3 separate regions of the Mus musculus genome follow, and all the other regions are linked to region 2. Evidence: chromatin contacts called from public Hi-C and HiChIP or PLAC-seq data. All regions are on one chromosome and are shown on one strand. Each heading gives the region's core, a stretch centred on a gene start, on an enhancer-like site or on the middle of the called end of the contact. The rest is flanking DNA. Distances are from core to core; before and after follow the strand shown.

Region 1 (4,240 bases), core at 862-3,361, 960 kb before region 2:
CTTCGTGCATGTTAGGCAAGCAGTCTTACAACCGAGCAACATCTCAAGCCTCGGATGATGATCCCTCTTCCTAAGTGATCCTGGCTTGGCAAAGGGTGGAGGGGACACAACCAACAACAACTTGGAACTGAGTCCTGGGCTAGCCTCTGCTCCTTTGATCATTTTTAAGGATACCCATTGTCACTGGTGGGATTGAGAGCTCTGGTGCTCCATGAGAAAAGTGTGGTTTCAGAGGGAGCATAGATGGACTGGAGAGGGTGAGAGCAAAGGGTGGAAGGCAGAGGCTAGGGTCACATCCTGGGGCAGAGGACAGAGCATCTGCCCGGAGACACCTGAGAATGACATTCTCCACTTTGCTGGTTCCCCTACATCCTTCTCTCTGTGAATGGCCTAAGAAATTTAGGTCATGTGCGCCACCTGCTGCCCAGATTGTGAACGTCATGCCAACATCCCGACTTGTTTGGGCAGTTTCCACCCAGCTTCTTCTCTAACCAACTCTCCCTTAGAGCATGCTTGCCCAACACGAGTGGATATGAACCCACGGCAGCTAGGGTGACTTCGGCTTGTTCCATCAAGGTTTCAACCTCTCATTTTAATGAATGTCCTAGGGAGGCTGGGGAGACCCTGGAGTAAGCAATAAAAAGATGATTCTGCAACCCCAGAGCTCTTAGTCTACTTGGGAGGCTGAGTGTGAAACACATAAGCAACTGATTAAAGTGTCAACATTGTGATAGAGACAACAAGGACTTGGAGAGTATCGTGAGGCCCACTGCTGTATGCTAGCGAGGTAATGGTGTTTATCTGGCCCTGGCTGGCTTTTCAGGTGGGTGGAATGGAATACACAACATTTGAGGATATTTAAGCATTTATCACCTCTTCTGGAAGCAACAAGAAGTGACTGTTTATACTCTGAGACAAGTCCTCCCAGGCATTTTGAGATGTGTTTGTAGGTACATCTTTGGAAAGGGTGTGTCTGTCTGCCATTTGCCTTCATTTGCTACACATCTTATTTTAGAGACCCCCTTGTCTGTTGTTGAATGAAGAGCTACCTTTTTAACCCTACAGAGTGTTACTTTAATTTCAAATGCTGGCCATTTTGTTTTCTAGTATCTTGCTGTTACAAATGGCATGACCTCTTCACAGGGCCTTGAGGGACTACAGGGAACAATCAGTAGCAGGTAATATTCAGTGGCCCCAATTCCTAAGTGCTGAGGATGTGACACAGTTGGTATAGGATGTGCAGGACCTGGGTTCTATCCTCGGCACAGCATTAAACTGAGGTTGGTGATACATGCTTAGACTCCCAGCCCTCAGGAGGTGGAAGCAGGAAGATCAGAAGTTTAAGGTCATACGGCTACCTAGCAAACCTGAAGCCAGCTCCGGCTACATGGGGACTTGTCTCAAAAAACAAAACAAAACAAAAAACAAAACAAAACAAGAATAGCAATCACTGGACAAATGACTCCTCTCAAACTGCACAGCATCCCATTGGTCCCACTGCTTGATGTGCTGTTGTCCCCTCTTCAATGGCCTCTTGGGTTCATATTCAGTTTTCAGCTTGAAAACATTTTCATGTATTTCCATATCAAAGATTCCTAGAGATAAAGTTGATTGGCCGAACAGCATCTACATTTGAATTATAACTGACACATTTGATGATCCTCCCAGGAGACACTATCAAAGAGGCTACAGGAAGGAGACCATAACAAAGAGATGGCACCAAAGTGACTGACACTCCTGCAGCTCAGTCTTCAGAAAGTAATCTGCCTTTGACCTTGGTCTGTCTTTGACATTGGTTTGCTTTGTGCTTAGTCCACACGTGCGATTTTTCTCTCCCAACAACAGCGACCCAGAATAAGTGGAATGAGCTGCTCTTTACAGCAGTCCTCTGAGACCAACGTTGTTCCTACCTTTGTTTCACAAATAACAATACAATCCCCAAGGCTAATCAAAGTGCAGGGGAGCTCGGTTTTTATCTGCTGTGTCCCAGGTAGTCAGAACCCAAGCTAGAACTTGGGCCTCTGGGATCGCTGAATTCATCCTACTACTCTGTTGCCAGGCAACCTTTCTTGCTTTTGACTCTTGTACCAATGCTACTTGTTGCCATGGCAGTGCTGGGACAAGGAGCAGTAAGTTGTAATTAAGCGGCAAGCTAGGAGAAAGGGGCTTTTATGTCCTTGTGTGGGGGTGGACAGGAGAAAAAGCTCCTGGCACTGCAGTCAAGGTGCAAAGAGGGACACGGGAAAGAGCAGGTTGGTGGCTGGGGCAGGTGCTCGTCATAACCATCACTGAAAACTGTGTGTGCTGGTGAGTTTTTGTCACCTTGACACGCACTAGCATCACCTGAGAAGAGGGAACTTCAGTTGAGGGATTGCCTCTATCACATTGACATGTCTGTGGGTATTTTCATGATTAACTATTGATGTGGGAGGGCCCAGCCCACTGTGGGCAGTACCACCTCTTGGCAAATGGTCCTAGGTTGTGTAAGAAAGGAAACAGAGAAAGACGCAGGGAAACCAGTAGGCAGCGTTTCTCTGTCTTCTTTGCTTTACCTCCTGCCTCCAGGTTCCTACCTTGAGTTCCTGCCCTGACTTCCCTCAGTGATGAACTGTGACCCATAAGCCAAATAATCCCTTTCCCCTCCCTACGTTGCTTTTAGTCAGTGTTTTGTCACAGCCACAAACCAGAAAGGAGAATACCGTGTTTTCCCAGGGATGCTGTCCTTGCCCACATCTTGTCTTGTCAAGGATGGGTGTTCAAGGCTGGGAGGTGGCTCAGTGAGGAGAGTGTGACACACATGCAAGAGAACCTGGATTCAGATCCCAGAATCCATCTCAAAGCTGCGTGTGGTACATATCTACAATCCCAGCACTGGGGGGTTAAGGGTGGAATCAGTCAATTTCAGAGTTAATTGGCCAGCCAATCTAGCTGGATCTGTGAGTGTCAAATTCAATAGAAGACTGTTTTAAAAAAAGAAGATGGAAATCTAGGTGTGGTGGTTAGTGCCTATAAGCCAACCTGTGGGAGACAGAAACAGCAGGATCAGTCTGGGTTCTATGAGACCCTGTCTTCAAGACCCAAAATGGTGGGGCTGGAGAGATGGCTTTGAAGATAAGAATTCTTCCTTATCTTGCAGAGAACCTGGGTTCAATTTCTAGTACCTACATCCATCCAGAACTGCAGCTCTAACTCCAAGGATCTGACTCCCTCGTCTCTTCTCCCAGGGCATCAGGTATGCAAGCAAAACACTCATAGACATAAAAAAACTCTTTAAAAAAAAAACATATGTTAAACCTCCAAAGCACTGATGATCAATCAAGTGGAGAACAATTAAAGATATTTGTCATTGACCTCTGACCTCCCCAAGAATGTAAACACAGGTGTACATGCAACTGAACACACAGTATATACCCCATAGGAACATCACAGGAACACGTGCATAGATCACATGTATACAAAAGATCAGCACCCAATTTTGGTGGGCCTGTCTTCTATTGAACCCAGAACAAACAGGGTAACATTGCTACAGCACCCTTCTGGCTTAGACAGACCTAAGCTCCACGTCAGCTTTTATTGGTTTGTGCTTTTTCTTGGTCTTCAGTCTCCACGCCTTCCAGGAATGATGGAGGTGCTGTGTCTGTTGAGTGAGAAGTGGTGCTAAGGCCTGAGAGAGCCATGAGTGGAGCCAAGATGAACGACTCGCTCGGTGACTCGCCTGCCTGTTCTTTTTTGGAGGCTCTTGCAGAGATGAAGCTCCAAACATCTTTAGCACTCTGTCAGTCAACCGCCAAGTTGAGAGAATCCAAACCCTCCTTGTGTTTTTGTCTTGGGAGGAGAATGTTCAAAAAGCAGATTTTTGAAAAGATTTTAGAAAGTGAAGTTTCTAGCTGTGTTATCTGCCCCAGGGATGAGTCACACTGGTCGTGGGAGGAGAAGAAAAAGTGTTTTTCAAGTCGGCACAATGAAGATTGCATGATGCAAGTGACTGCAATCGCCTCTTCGATTGAATCCAAGGGGAAACAATTCTTTTAATTCATTCACTTGACTTTTTGAACACATCTTCTATGTCAAGACCCATATGGAAGGCGAAGACATGAATAGAGCTTGGTCCCTGCCCCCAGGGGAAAGGCGTCCAAAATAATTACAGCCACTACTCCAGGGAGGTCCGTGGCTAGAGATGTGGTGCCCCCAGTGGGAAGCCTGGGCTTTGGTGGGGAGAAGAAACTGGAAATGGTTGAGC
Region 2 (3,953 bases), core at 597-3,096:
GTAGTCAAGACAAAAAAAAAAAAAAAAAAAAAAAAAAAAAAAAAAGAAAGAAAGAAAGAAAGAAAGAAAGCAAGCAAGCAAGCAAAACAAACAAACAAACAAACAAACACCCAGTAGAACATGTGATGTGGATTGTGGTTTGGGGACTGTCTGTGACCAGGCTGTGTGGATGAGGGAACACATCCACTCGCTAGGTGGGCACCTTCACCTGTGGCTCTGAGGTTCTCAGAAGAGACTGGTGAGCGAAGGGCCCCAGTGGAAGGTTTACTGTGGGACTGGGTCACAGAGGCTTATGGGATGGGGTCACTGGGTCAGCCTGAAACATTTTTCTACAGCATCCAGAGAAGTTTCTGCTATTGATCTTTGTCAATCCTTTAAAACTCCAGAGAGCATCTCAGTCATTAATGCTGGCTTGATAGCGGGAGGGTCCGACTGGGGCTCCAGAACCCCTGGTTTGTTTGTTTGTTTGTTTGTTTGTTTGTTTAAAATAACAATCATTTTTAAGAGCCATGTGTGGTGGTGTGTGCTTGGAATCACAGCACTGCTGCGGAGACAGGCAGATCTCAGGCTCACTGGCCAGCCAGACTAGGCTACTCAGTGAGTTCTAGGTCAGTGAGCAATCTGTCTCAAAAATCAAGGCGAGCAATGCCTGAGGAGAGACATCTGAAGCTGCGCTCTGACCTCCACACCTGTGTGTGCATACATGAGAGTGTGTGTGTGTGTGTGTGTGTGTGTGTGTGTGTGTACTGATGGGGGGAGATTGGAGGGGAGACAGACATGATCCAGTAGAACAGGGATGGATAATCCATCTTCCTCAGGCCAAACACTCGTCACTTCATTTTCTAAATCTCACACAGCCACCATGGCCCAGTGTGAATGCCTCCATGTGACTTTGCCAGGTCATGTTGGTCTCTTCTACCAACTACCAAAGAATCCTATGTCCTTTCTTGTGCTAACTGCTGCTGGTGTGTGTGTGTGTGCATCTGTGTGTTTCCAATCTAGTAAAATACATACAGAATCCCAAAGCCTTAGAACCAGGGTGGGAAGTGGAGCTAAAGATAACATTACTCTTTTGTTTATCTTTGTTTGTCAGATGGTCTCTCTGTTTTAGTCCAGGATACTCTAGTTCACAATCCTGTTGTCTCAGTCTCTCAAGCACTGGAATTACAGCTGTGTACCACAATGCCTAGCTCTGAATTCTATTTTCTTAACATGTTAAAATGCCAAGACATCAGATCTGTTGGATGAAACAAAATATAGTATCCAAATTAATTTTTATTTGCTTCGTATACTTATTTTGATGTAGCTGTTAGAGGAAAAAAGCACAGATGACTTTCGTGTTCCCTGCCTGTGGTGGCAGTCATCTTTGTCTCAGACAGAGATGTGTTGTGCTTGAGAGTCCCACTGAGAAGGTGAGGAAGGGAAGAGCTCCGGGTGCCTCTGGGACTTCCGATGTTCTAGGAAACTGCCATCTTATTTTACCTTCCTGGTACCCTGTGTTGGGGTGATGGGGGGCAGCAACGGGAGAGACCAATAGACACACCAAGACAGAGCTAAGGGAAGGAGTGGCCAACCCATCTGCCTTCTGCCTTCCCAATGCAGACCGCCTGGTTCCCCAGCTTCCCAGCTTGGGCGTGGTCTTCCAGGCTCTCTGCCAGTCCCTCCAGATCCAAATGGTCTCATGAGTGCCAGCCACACGCCCTTCTCCCCCGCCCCCCCCCCCCGCCTCTTCTTCAACAACTATGTAGCTGTGCCAGAGTAGTCTTTAATGAAGTCTTTTGAGTCAGGCAGCTGGGCCTGTCGGAGCTAGGTTCTAGTGCAGATGTCTCCCAGTCTCCGAATCAAAGTCCTAAGTCCAAAATGTCCGCCCCAGTCTGGTGGCAGCTGGCACTGCAGCTATAGCTGCTCTGGAAAGTAATGATGAGACCACAAGGTGGCGCTGTTCCCACGGCCCTCCACCCTTAACCATCCCCACCCTCTTCCTGAAACCTCAGGCCATATTTGCATCCAACGTAAACATTTCAGCTTTGGGAAAAGGCTCTGGATGGGTTGTTGGGTTTGTTTGTTTGTTTTTCCCTCTCAGCCTTCAGCTGCCAAAGGTTGCTCAGATTTCGGAATTCTGCTGCAACAAATGCTCCTCTGGGTGCACACTTAAATGTTGAGCAGGTTTTAGACCCAAGGCCAAGTCCTGCTCCAAATGAATTCTGTACCCAGAGGTATGCCTAATACTTTGGAGAAGAGCACCCGCATCGCACAAACACCCTGTGGGTGTTCACGGGTGTAAGCACGAGGGCAGGGGAAGGACGATGATGACCTCCACAGATCAATCAATGTGGTTCCTTACTAAGGGATGCTGGCTGGTTGGTTGGTTTGAGATGAGATTTTATCACATAGACCAGGCTGGCCTCGAACTCACAATCTTCTAGGCCTCGAAAATGCGTAGATCACAGGCATGGAACCCCCCCCCCCCGCCAAACACACACACACACACACATCTCACTTATCTTTAGGATTTTATTTTTAAATATCTAAAGCTTACAAAGAAGTAAAATATGTAGCAGCAGGGTGAGTTTTAAAACATAACCACTGCTTTTGGCTACAGCCATGGGCTAAAGGGATCCCTGCTGCAGCCACTCTGGAACGTGGCTTGAGAAGCTCAGGCCAGGCCTGAGTTAAGGGGAGACTCAAGGGGGTTGTATGCTACTCTGTGATGGCTTCATTTTAAAGTCCAAGTCTGCAAACGCAGCTATTACAACTCAGAGGGTTTTGGTTTTTGTTTCTTCTGTTTTTTTATTTTCTCTGTGTCCAGAGTGTCCTCAGACTATTCTGCTCGTGGAGAGTGGCATCTGAAGCTCCTGACCTGTTCCGTCCACCTTACCCCTTTCAGCATCTTTATACTCAAGACCCTCAGGACTCCTGAGAACAGGAGAGGACAGAGACAGCCAAAGCACAGAGACAGAAGTAGACTCACTTTAGAGCACACACTATGTCTATAAAGATAAAACTTAAGCCAAGTACAGCAGCTGGCACCTGTGTAGTTCCAGCACACGGGAGGCTGAGGTCAGAGGACTGGGAGTTCAATACCTGGGCTATCTTGTATGACTCTCTTTTTTCCTTTAAAAAGATTTATTTTGTATATGAGCGCTCTTTCTACATGTACACCTGCATGCCAGAAGAGGGCATCAGATCCCATTATAGATTGTTGTGAGCCACCCTGCAGTTGCTGGGAATTGAAATTAGAACCTCTGGAAGAACAGTCAGTGCTCTTAACTGCTGAGCCATCTCTCCAGCCCCATGACTCTGTTTCAAACGAGAAAATACTATGCACTGAGCTGGGGCAATGGTTCAGTTGGCGAGGTGCTTGCCCTGCAAGTGTCAGGACTGAGTTTAGATCCCTAGAACCCATATAAAAAGTGAGCTCTGTGGTCTGTAACCCTGACACTGGGGAGAGGAAACAGAGACAGATGGGTCCTTAAAGCATATTCATCAATTAGACTAGCCTAGCTAGTGAGGTCCAGGTTTAACACAAAACCCTGTCTTAAAACAAGACAAACATCAACCCCTGACTTCCCTGGGCATGCACATGGATACCCCTTCCACACACACAATGCAGTGACACAGACAACTACACACATTACATCACAGCACACACACACACACACACACACACACACACACACACACACACACACACTAAATAATAGCATTTGGTACTCCCATAACAATTCTATGCAATAATCTAGAGTTGTGTTTAAGGTAGAATTCATGGAAAACATTAGACACTATGAAGAAGGGGCTGGGGACACAGCACAGTGGTGGCACACACCTATGATCCCAGCACTCAGGACCTGAAGACAAGATTATTAGAAGTTCAAGGTTGTCCACAGTTATATAGTGAATTTGAAGGCAGTCTGGGCTACTACGGAAAACCCAGTCTCAAGAAAATAAATAAG
Region 3 (4,412 bases), core at 354-2,853, 540 kb before region 2:
TCCAGGGTGGCTTGGTTCAGCAGTTTCTTGCCATGCCTACTTACAACTGACATTAGCTGAATTTGAGAATTGTAAGGTAGAAAATTTTTACATCTAAAAACCTAATGTTTAATTTTTTGCAAAAGCCTTCAAGTCTCCTGGTCAGTGCCACTCCTTTATGGTGCCTCTTTCTCAATGTCCCTCTACCCTACTAGGAGCACTCGAATGTCCCAACTTCTTCATTACTGTTCCTGTCACTGGCCATGGCAGTGCCTGCTCAACTGTGTTCTCCTCCACTGACTGCAAGTTCCTTGGAGACAGGCCTGCATGTTCTGCTCACAGCCTAAGCCTGTCTCCCAGCCCGGTGGGAGCTCAGCTGATTATTGTGGGCATGCATGGGTTAGATAAGTGAATAGTATCCTCAGAGTCGCTCCATCTGTAAGATCCCCATAGCTCCTTCTGGCTCAGTTAGGATAACATGTTCATGTCTGTGTTGCTGGCACAGGAGACAGGTGCAACTGGACGCTGACACTTGGCCCTCTGCAACTGATTCAGTACTTAAGTATACTTTACAATGCATTTCTCAGACCCATAGCAGACTTTCAGCTTTCCCCCATACCCATTGGTTCTAAGGGGTCACGGTCTGTAGTCCAGCCCAGGCTGATCTCGAACACAGGACAATCCACCTGCCTAAACCACATGAACTGCAGGTACGCTTAAAAGGTAACTTTTAAGTATCTTGTGGTTTCCAGCTAGCCTACAGAACTATAGAAATATACCATAAATATATATAGATATATAGATAATCTCATCTAATTCTTAAACTGCAATGGTCAGCCATTTATGAATGTTTTATTTCATCCTTAGAATATCAGTGTCATGGAAAGATCTTAAGGTCAAGTTTTGGACATTTGGCTTTCAAGGTCAGTACCTTCCCTTGTGATTACAGACACATTATTTTAATCTCTACCCATCTCCATTTCCTCATCTCTAGAATGAGGAATAAAACAAATCCAACTCACAAAACGTTTCAATGTCAGAATATCCCAACTGGAAAGTCAAGAGAATAGTCATTTTAGTCCACATGCCTCCAACTTAGAAAATGCAGTTTTCCTGAATTAAGTAGCAGTTATTAGATAAACTGCTATAGTAACTGTTATGTCAGAGTAGGTGACAGAATGTCACTCATGATAAACAAGGCCACCACCAAAGCCCAGACCCAGAGACACAAAGGCCAGAGGAACCCCAGATACACTTGCAGGCTGAGAGCAAATGGGCTGCAAACGTTGGGGCCTCCTAGGCAGGCCTCACCACGTGATTCACGATAGGACCCCAAGAGAGGTGGTTGTGAGCATGGTGTCTGCGGCAACAGAAATGAGCCAACCTGGAGAGTGAGCAGGGAGGGGAGGCTAGGAGTTCCCCTTCCAAAAAGGGCAAGAGGAGCCCTGCCCCAGTCCAGCCAGTCGGGCCAGGCAGCCCACAGGGAGCTTCCCGCCTTTTTCTTCTTCTTTCTTCTGCATGAACTTTCCCAAACCAGCTCTGCCTGTTTCACGCAGGAACCCGGCTTGCGAGTGCACATTTTATTATTTCAGAAGAAAGCATCTGCAGCCGGCTAGTGAGTCATCTGTAAGCCTTGTCAATCTGCCAGCAGCCTGCTCCTCTTCATTACAAACGTAAAGATAAAAGCCCTCACTGCATTAGCCGCCATCCGCCTCCACAGACAGCACAAATAAATTAATTGTGCCTCATCGCAAACAGCGGAGAGGTGTGCAGGAGGGGGGATGGGCTCCGTGTTTCATTAACAAATTAAATAGCAACAGAGCCACCGCACACCCGGCTACACTGCCAACTTTAGATTCTCCCACCAGGCAAGCACCCGGCCAGCATCACCCAGGTAGAGCGGCCACCATTAAGTGAGGGAGGAGTGAGGGAGGGTTGGAGGAGAGGGCGGCACTGTGAGGCCAGACCTAACCTTGGCATCCCCAGTGCAAGCCTGGAGCCCAGTCACCGAGTGCCCGTCAGACGCTGAGTGCTGCTGTGGCAAGCCCCCCCCCCCTTGCAGGGGGTGTTTCCACAGTTCTCCCCAGGCAAATAAGCAAACCAGTTCTGGGGCCCTGGTATGCATGGCCCAGTGAGAGAGCCTGTCATCAAGGCGACGCTGTCATACTGAGGATAGCAAACATTCCAGAAAGAACAGGGTGAGTCAAGACCAACTTGAAAAACACGTCAGACTCCCCCATACTACCAGCTAGGATTACACCCTCAAACACACCTCTCTGAGATTTCCTGCTTTAGTCACAGGCTATTTGTTACAATGCCGCGATTCTCTTCTCAGTCTATAGTACATCATTTAGGAAAGCTGCGTTGTGAGAGAGTTGAAGGCGTGTGACTAAAAACCATTCCTTTTATGTTTTTATCTCCAAAGACACAAACATAGTGCATGGGGGTGGGGACAGGAAATGGGAGCGGGGCGGGGGGGTGGGGGGAGAACAAAGAGAAGTCTAAAAAGAAGAGGAAAAGACCCCCAACTCTCCGAATGTCACCCTATTAACTCGTGACCTGTAAGGAAGTTAAGATCACAAACAGCTAATCCAACCATAAAATATGTCCAAAGTATTTATTATACAGATGGACATTTGGGCTCAGTTGTTAATTTAGTTGGTTTGTATTTTATCTGTAAAATCCCGGAATCTAAAAAATTCTACATAGGGGGAAAAAAAATTGACCTGAGCTAGCTAGCTAGGAGCTGCCCATAAAAAGCAAAGGAAATAAAAGCTTAAGAAGAAGAATAAGTCAAGCCATATGCAACCTTTCCACGATCCAAGAAAGAACTGAACACGTGCACCCCTGACCCAAGCCTTTGTAAAACACTCAGCATCTGCAGTGGGCCACAATGTTGCAGCACAGTGGAGCTCCAGACACTCCTCTGGAAAACAACTTAGGAGTCAGTAGCCATTGAGAACTAAAAAAATTCTTTTGTCTTTTAACTCATCAAATCCTGCTTCTGGAAACTGACCCTAAGAAAATAATCTACAATCACAGTAAGTCTGCATCTCAAAGTATCATTTATTAACATCATAAAATCGGGGGGGGGGGGAGGGGGAGGAGAGACATCTAAATACCCAACAACAAAGAACTGGGAAAGTAAACTCAGTCAGTCTGTAGGATGCAGGGTGAGACCATCAAAAGTCATCCTGAGAAAGACAGCCATGAGAAAAGCATTTGCTTACGGTCTCTGTGGTGGCAAGCCTACAGATACATGACAAAGCACTTCAGTGTGGGGGTCTACTGGTTATTTTAAAAGAGCTCTCTTTTTTTTCTGCTCTTTTGTTTTGCTTCCTTTATTGTTATTAGAGATTTTTTTTGTTGTCATGATAGTTATTATTTTGGTTTTTTTGTTTGTTTGTTTTGTGAAATAAGGAAAAAAATGTAGGGTATAGAGACAACTGCTTTGCTCACATTTAAAGGAGAATCAACACCAATGGCGCACGGGAAGGGGGTAGTCGACAGACCACACTTAATCCTGGAGCCTGTGTCCTAGCTTTGCCCCCAGTGACATGTGTGACTCCCAGCAAGAAGCTTGAAGAAGAAAAGGTGACTGAGAAGAGGGTTAGAACTGTCTTTAGGCCGGGTGTGGTGGCGCACGCCTTTAACCCCAACGCTCGGGAGGCAGAGGCAGGCGAATTTCTGAGTTCGAGGCCAACCTGGTCTACAAAGTGAGTTCCAGGACAGCCAGGGCTATACAGAGAAACCCTGTCTCTCAAAAAAAAAAAAAAAAAGAACTGCCTTTAGGCAGGCTGTCTGCAAGAGGCTATGAGGTGACAGCAATATCCAGAGATGGTCCACACTGACCACTGCAGTGTCTCATTCCAAGGCCACTCTCCTCTTTGGAAAACAGTTTCTCCCTCAGTAAAAGGAAGAGGTTCCAGCACTGTCTCCAGGTCAGTCCTCTGTTAGAGCAGGGTAAAGGTGAGCATGTTAAAGTGAGGGTCCACAGCCTGCCTTTAAACGAGCTCTCCAGGCAACTCTCACACACACACCAAGGAGCACGGGGGAGCACTGAAGAGCGAGGAGCATGGGGACGGGGCCAACAGCTTCCAAGTCCCAATATCCACACTCCTATGCCCATCTCCCCACCCACATCAAACTGCAGAGGAGGGGTGGGGGCTTTACTCAGAGGCTGGCGCTCTCTCCATTCAACACTTCACCGCAAAACAGTTGTAGTGTTTAGAAGAACAGAGGGCACAAGACAGTGGTGTTTCCTAGCTTCTTCTTTGCAGATGAAATCATCCCTGGGCTCACAAGACATTTGATAACACATGCCCCATACTTAATTAGCACAGTGCCAAGAATGGGACAGGTGTCTAAAACTGCAAAGGACAAGCACAAGATGAGATGAGAGTGAGAGAGCTGGAAAGCAGGCAGGCAGAATC

The links. Hi-C and Micro-C count contacts between places; a contact is called where the count stands out from the background. HiChIP or PLAC-seq counts read pairs in DNA pulled down with a chosen protein or histone mark.
Region 1: a contact with region 2 is called in a Hi-C map of cerebellum, with 2.3 times the contacts expected there. The contact joins the promoter of 4930543E12Rik here to the enhancer-like site in region 2. A contact is called at or near these places in 1 of 15 datasets of contacts at CTCF or cohesin (embryonic stem cells), 7 of 484 Hi-C or Micro-C datasets (the N1E-115 cell line, cardiomyocytes, cerebellum and 4 more) and 3 of 115 datasets of contacts at active chromatin or transcription factors (the NIH/3T3 cell line, fibro-adipogenic progenitors and pancreatic cancer cells).
Region 3: an HNF4G HiChIP or PLAC-seq map of pancreatic cancer cells shows a contact between it and region 2. The contact joins two enhancer-like sites.

What each region holds. Positions count from the first base shown.
Region 1 is chr7:113,139,886-113,144,125 of GRCm38.p6, reverse strand. It overlaps 4930543E12Rik (RIKEN cDNA 4930543E12 gene), which reads left to right and starts at 2,111. Exons shown (of 6, transcript NR_045978.1): 1 at 2,111-2,307; 2 at 3,137-3,232.
Region 2 is chr7:112,178,289-112,182,241 of GRCm38.p6, reverse strand. No RefSeq gene overlaps it. Among named protein-coding and RNA genes, the nearest start is that of Gm39071, 7.6 kb to the left of the region's middle. Within about 2 kb of position 1,846, at least 72 of the 459 cell types and tissues checked have an H3K27ac peak or open chromatin away from gene starts, as enhancers often do. A contact at or near this core is called in the N1E-115 cell line, cerebellum, fibro-adipogenic progenitors and 2 more, where this site is marked.
Region 3 is chr7:112,718,017-112,722,428 of GRCm38.p6, reverse strand. All of the region lies in intron 1 of Tead1 (TEA domain family member 1), which reads right to left. Among named protein-coding and RNA genes, the nearest start is that of Tead1, 41 kb to the right of the region's middle. Within about 2 kb of position 1,603, at least 151 of the 459 cell types and tissues checked have an H3K27ac peak or open chromatin away from gene starts, as enhancers often do. A contact at or near this core is called in pancreatic cancer cells, where this site is marked.